Linked DNA regions of Mus musculus: region 1 is linked to region 2. The links are chromatin contacts, called in public HiChIP or PLAC-seq maps. All regions are on one chromosome and are shown on one strand. The core of a region is the stretch at or near the end of the contact, and the rest is flanking DNA. Distances in the headings are between cores, read along the strand shown. Region 1 holds the start of Zfp174 (zinc finger protein 174). Region 2 has its middle 31 kb from the start of Olfr15.

Region 1 (3,089 bases), core at 465-2,964, 39 kb after region 2:
TGCTGGGATTAAAGACATGCGCCACTATGCCCGGTTGCTTTTTGAACTTTTTAAAGATTTATTTATTATTTTTAATTATATGTAGGTGTATGAGCCTATATCTGGGCATGTACGTGTGAGGTGGCAGTGGAGGTCAGAGGCGTTAGATCCCCTGAATTTGGAGTTATATATGATTGTGAGCTGCCTGACACAGTGCTTAGAATACAACCCAAACCCTCTAGAAGGCCTCTAGAGGCCTGCCTCATGGGGTTTGTTTGTTTGTTTGTGTGTTTTTCTTTTTTCCATCTTCCTATTTTAAGGCAGGATCTCTCATTGGCCTAGAAATTAGCTCCTAGGCTAGTGTAGGAGGGCAGGGAGTTCCAATGATCCACCTGCTCTCCCTCCACCTCCCCAGTATGGGAATTACAAGAGCTCATCATCACATCCAGATTTTTCACATGCTTGTTTGGCAAGCACTATATCAACTGAGCTATCTCCCAGCCTTAAGGGAAAAAAATTGAAAGTTTTCTAGAGCATGCTTGCACATGCCTTTCATCCACACTGAGGAAGCAGAGGTTGAAGGATTATACACTGGGCTACATTGTGAGAAGTCTCAGAACAACAAAAAGATTATATATAACGAATAAAAATAAAAGGAGCTGGAGAGGCAGTTCACTGTATATAGCACTGGCTGCTCTTCCAGAGGGTCTGGGTTTGATTCCCAGCACCCACACCAGAGCTCACAACTCTCCAGTTTCAGGGGATTCCAACATTCTCTTCTGGCTTTCATGGGCAGCAGGCACATGTGATACACAGACAGACAGGCAGGCAAAACACCATACACCTTTAAATAAATAAATTTTAAAATAAACGAGAGCTGTGAAAGAAAGGCAAAAATCATAGGAGAAACTATTTTTGGAAATGTTAAGCTGTTAGTATGTGGGGAGAGGGTCCAAAGTCTTCAAGCATACGAAGATGTGTACGGAAAAAGTTAAGGTTGGTCTTCAAGTAAGAGAAGTTGTAGTTGCCTTACACTTTCTCTCATATCCCGTACTTCGTGAAACTCAAGAAAGTCTAATAGATGCTCTCCTGGTTTAATGACCCCCACACTGACCTCGTAAGTTCCATTCATCACATAATTATTGCTTCATTGATTGTGAAGACAGAGACTGATCTCTCACCATTGCACATCGTAGATGGTACCAGGTTGTCAGGCTTTACCTCAGACTCTGAAGATAGCCCATGCAGTGGGCAAACTACTTTGTTTCCTACGTGTTTGCATTCGTTGAGTCATTTGCGAAGGTTAGACCACGCAAGAATAGGAAAAAGCCTAGAGGCGAGGTCGAAGAAAGTTAAGATCCTGCTATGGAGAATGAGTTTCAGCGGGTTCGTCCAACCCCTGGGTCCTGTTTCAAGTACACCACAGACATGTCCTAAGAGGGAGGCCCTCCCGGCCAATATGAGACCTGACCTGAAGCCCCCCATACGGAGGACTCGCTGGACCCCTCGCACTTTCTGCTGCCCCAAATTCCCTCAGCCAACCGAGTGACTGCCAACTATCTGGTATTAGGCAGTACATTGCGAACGCTCCGGGACTAGCCACTGAACTACGACTCCCAAGAGGCACTGCGACTGATTGATAAATCAAACAGCCAATAAAAGATTAGCAGTGTCCTGGAGACCCAGTCCTGTAGAGGAGAGGCGGGCCTTCCCGTGGGTAGCTCTTGGAGCCAGTGGGCGTCTCCGTGGCGGGGCTCCGGCTCCTCCCCTAGACTGTGCTCTAGGGTTCCCGGTGTCCAGTCTCTGGCAAGGTGGGTCACCTGCAGGCGGGCACTGGCTTCTGAGCTGCCTCAGAACGTGGTGTCGCAGGTGGCTACTGGAACTGACACCCAACACTGCTGTGGAGCTGCGTGTCCGAGCTGACTGGGCCGCGGAGCCGCACTCCCTATCCTTAACCACGCATTGGTCGCGCTGTGGCCTTGGCTCTGCTTCGCTCAGAGGTGCTGGATCAGGTCGGTGTCTGCCAGATGCCGGAGAGTTGGTGCGAGCTACCCACAAGATGATAGCTTAAACTTTCCCTGGGGATTCCTCTACCGGCCCTAACGCGTTGTGAATTTCGCCAGATACAAAAATAAAATATTCTCTCCAGTGCCCTTCTGGGGTATTATGACTTTTCTCCTTAAAAACTGACGAAAAGACCGGGAACTATTTTGTTTTCAGAGTCTGGGATAAAGACTAGCAAATGAGAAAGCTATGTCTTTGCAGTCCTTCCAGGGAGGCTTCGTTCCTAACATTTTTCTAGCCTTCAGATTTCTCCAGAGCAAGGACCCAGAAGACATAATCAGTTTACCATTAGAGTGACACATTGTTCCCAGAGCCCCCAAAATGGCAGCTAGAATGGAGATAACTTTGAGCACCCACACTGAGGATTCTGACAAGCAAGAGAGACACATAATAATGAAGCTGGAAGAAAACCGTGGCCCCCCTCAGCAAAAAGCCTATCCTGACCCTGAGCTTTCCCGCCAGGGCTTCAGACACTTTTGCTATCAAGAAGTGTCTGGGCCCCAGGAAGCGCTCTCCTGCCTTCAACAGCTCTGCAGACAGTGGCTGCAGCCTGAACTACACACTAAAGAGCAGATTTTGGAGCTCCTGGTGATGGAGCAGTTTCTGGTCATCCTACCTCCAGAGATCCAGGCACAGGTCTGGCATCGGTATCCAAAGAGCAGCAGGGAGATTGTGACTCTGGTGGAAGATTTGCACAGAACATCCAAAAAACCAAAGCAGTGGGTAAGGAGGGTCCTATTTCTGTGGGTCCTAGGTAATGTTTTTGTTGTCTTTTGAGGTAGTGTTTTGTCTCATGATCCCTAGTTAGAGATTCCAGGCTTCAAAAGTTGCTTCCAGCCTGGAGGAATCCCCTTATCCCCCAAAGCCATAACCAGGGTTTCAGAAAACCGAGCCACTGGCACCCAGTGAGGAAGCAGAGAACTAAGCTATTCCTTCAGAGACTCCAACCTTGTAAGAGTAGGTTTTGTTTGTTTGTTTTTTAAGATTTTTATTTATTATATCTAAGTACACTGTAGCTGTCTTCAGATACACCAGCAGAGGGCGTC
Region 2 (3,256 bases), core at 205-2,704:
TTTTGTTTTGCTTTTTTGTTTTTTCAAGACAGGGTTTCTCTGTATAGCCCTGGCTGTCCTGGAACTCACCCTGAAGATCAGGCTGGCCTCGAACTCAGAAATCTACCTGCCTCTGCCTCCCAAGTGCTGGGATTAAAGGCGTGCGCCACCATACCCGGCTTAGCTTCTCCTTTTTATAGATAGCACCTACATGAAGGTGATGGAGTATAGATGCCAAGAAACTAGAACCAACCCAGATGTGAGGGGGAGAAAGAAGCTATGGGGAGAACATTAGGGACAGTACCAAAACATGGGTAACAGCGAAAAGGGCAAAGCTAAGGTGGAAGGGCTTAGGTAGGGAGGGAGAACAGGAAGATTAAGGAGAGGAGGAGTAGGCACCAACGAAAAACTCAGAGCTATTAAAAAAAAAGGCACAAGGAGACCTGTTACTTTGTAGGTTTATACACAAAGTAGCGTGCGTACACACACACACACACACACACACAGGTTTAAGAGCAAAACAACAGATGCCAGGGTTAGGCCTACAGCAGTCTATGTCATCATGGTACTGGAGAAGTGGCTGAGACTTCTACATCTGGATCCAAAGACAGCAGGAAAAGAGTCAAACTAGGCCTGGCTGGAGCTTCTGAAACCTCAAAGCCTACCCCCAGTGACACACTTCCTCCAAAAGGGCACACCTCCAATAATATCACTTCCTCTGAGTCTATGGGGGCCATTTTCACTCAGAACACTCCACCCACCAATCCCTGAGCTTGCTCCAAGCTCAGGAGCTGAAATATCACTAATCCCCACCCTAGAAATCTTCATCCCAAACACTCCTCCCCTGAAAACCCCCATGTACACCTATCTTCTCCCCAGTTCTCTGCTGCTTGACCAAGCAGGAGCAGCTATCTCCTTGTGTCTTTCCCAAAAAATCTCTTGTGTTAGGGTTGTTGTGTGGTGTGACCTTGTGGCTTTCCTTGGCTCCAATGTACCAGGATACATTTCCTTTTAGAACTGTAACTGGGGAATTCTCCCATCTCAGAGCTGCAGTACCTCCACTGGGGAAACCTTTCCCTCGGATCTACAAAACCTCCATTGGGAAAACCTTCTCCCTTAGAGCTGTAACACTTCCATCTGGGAAGCGTTTCCCTTAGAGCTGCAAAAGCCTCATTTGGGGAAGTCTTTTCCCCCTTCAGAGCCATAAGATTTACAAAGGTGTCTTGGTGATTAGGAACCAAGAAGTACCACAAAGTCACACCACACAACAAACCTCACACAAGAGATTGGTTGAGGAGAATCACGAGGTTGCAACCACATCTAAATGGGAAGAGAGACAGCAGAGGGTTGTGGGAGGAATAAGATTTTGTGGGGGTAGAGGGGTGGGGAGGCATTCACAGTGAGCCAGGGCAGAAGTACAGCACAGACAGAAGTATTGTTTGGCCATGAAAGCTGAGTCATAGGGGCAGGGATTTCCAAGTCTCAAGCTGTGTTTGGGTCAAGACAGAGTCAGGTCCTTCGGCCATGATCTCAGTCTTGGTCAAGTCAGGGGCAGGGTTTTCTTGCCCTGGTTCCCTGTTCCCTTCATTTTTCCCTTTTGTGTTAATTATTGATAACTAACCGGGTTTTGTAGAAGATAAAAGCAACATGCTCTCTTCCATAACTGCTTCCTACTGAAATGAAGGTGTGGCTGTCAGGGCCTAAGAAAGCTGGAATGCTAGCCAAAAGCTGGGGAGAGGGATCAAGCAATGGGGGTTCAGCAGAAGCATCTGTTTGCTGACCCAGCTGGAGACAGGGCACAATCGCATTGGCTGGACTGGTTTACATCAGCTTTCAGTATGTCCAGGGCACACAGCCATTTGGAAGTTTGTAGTCTGTAGCTGGTTTCTGGATGGTGTCTGCCAGTCTCTAGACTAGGAGCAGAAGGTTAAGTTTAGGAACTTAAAGGAAAATTATACATTTGGACCTTTCAGGCCCATAGTCCTGGTATTTGTGAGAGGGGAGGAGTCCAGAGACCAGGGGAGAGAGAGACCACAGGCTCAGAGGTAAGCAGCGGGGCAGGGAACACAAGCAGTACTTATTTGACAGTAAGAGGTAGACCCAAGTCTATGACTCCCTTGGATCTAAAGCATATATGAATATTCTGTTTACAAGAAGAGATAAAAGTTTTAGATATATTATTATTACCACTATTTATAATGTGTATGGAAATCCACATTATAGAAAAAGCAGCTAGCAGGTATCTTGCTTTGAGTCATAGCAGAAGCTTTGGGTCAAAAAGCTTGAAAAATTTTCCTTTGTCTAGAGGGCTGGGCATATAGATTGGACAGAGATTTTTTTTAATTTTTATTAGGTATCTTCCTCATTTACATTTCCAATGCTATCCCAAAAGTCCCCCATACCCATCCACACCCACTCCCCTAACCAACCACTCCCCCCTTTTGGCCCTGGCGTTTTCCTGTACTGGGGCATATAAAGTTTGCAAGTCCAATGGGCCTCTCTTTCCAGTGATGGCCAACTAGGCCATCTCTTGATACATATGCAGCTAGAGACAAGAGCTCCGAGGTACTGGTTAGTTCATATTGTTGTTCCACCTATAGGGTTGCAGATCCCTTTAGCTCCTTGGGTACTTTCTCTAGCTCCTCCATTGGGGGCCCTGTGATCCATCCAATAGCTGACTGTGAGCATCCACTTCTGTGTTTGCTAGGCCCCGGCATAGTCTCACAAGAGACAGCTCTATCTGGGTCTTTTCAGCAAAATCTTGCTAGTGTATGCAATGGTGTCAACGTTTAGAAGCTGATTATGGGATGGATCCCTGGATATGGCAGTCTCTAGATGGTCCATCCTTTCGTCACAGCTCCAAACTTTATCTCTGTAACTCTTTCCATGGGTGTTTTGTTCCCATTTCTACAAAAGGGTAGTGTCCACACTTTGGTCTTTGTTCTTCTTGAATTTCATGTGTTTGGCAAGTTGTATCTTATATCTTGGGTATCCTAAGTTTCTGGGCTAATATCCACTTATCAGTGAGTACATATTGTGTGAGTTCCTTTGTGATTGGGTTACCTCACTCAGGATGATGCCCTCCAGGTCCATCCATTTGGCTAGGAATTTCATAAATTCATTCTTTTTAATAGCTGAGTAGTACTCCATTGTGTAAATGTACCACATTTTCTGTATCCATTCCTTTGTTGAGGGGCATCTGGGTTCTTTCCAGACTCTGGCTATTATAAATAAGGCTGCTATGAACATAGTGGAGCATGTGTCCTTCTTACCGGTT

What was found. HiChIP or PLAC-seq counts read pairs in DNA pulled down with a chosen protein or histone mark.
Region 1: an HNF4G HiChIP or PLAC-seq map of pancreatic cancer cells shows a contact between it and region 2. The contact joins the promoter of Zfp174 here to the enhancer-like site in region 2. A contact is called at or near these places in 2 of 39 promoter capture datasets (frontonasal cranial neural crest and macrophages), 1 of 15 datasets of contacts at CTCF or cohesin (the NIH/3T3 cell line), 2 of 115 datasets of contacts at active chromatin or transcription factors (embryonic stem cells and pancreatic cancer cells) and 3 of 9 other capture datasets (adipose tissue, liver and pancreatic islet).

What each region holds. Positions count from the first base shown.
Region 1 is chr16:3,845,509-3,848,597 of GRCm38.p6, forward strand. Zfp174 (zinc finger protein 174) reads left to right here and starts at 1,715. Exons shown (of 3, transcript NM_001081217.1): 1 at 1,715-2,766. The coding sequence starts at 2,365.
Region 2 is chr16:3,806,702-3,809,957 of GRCm38.p6, forward strand. No RefSeq gene overlaps it. Among named protein-coding and RNA genes, the nearest start is that of Olfr15, 31 kb to the right of the region's middle. Within about 2 kb of position 1,455, at least 12 of the 459 cell types and tissues checked have an H3K27ac peak or open chromatin away from gene starts, as enhancers often do. A contact at or near this core is called in pancreatic cancer cells, where this site is marked.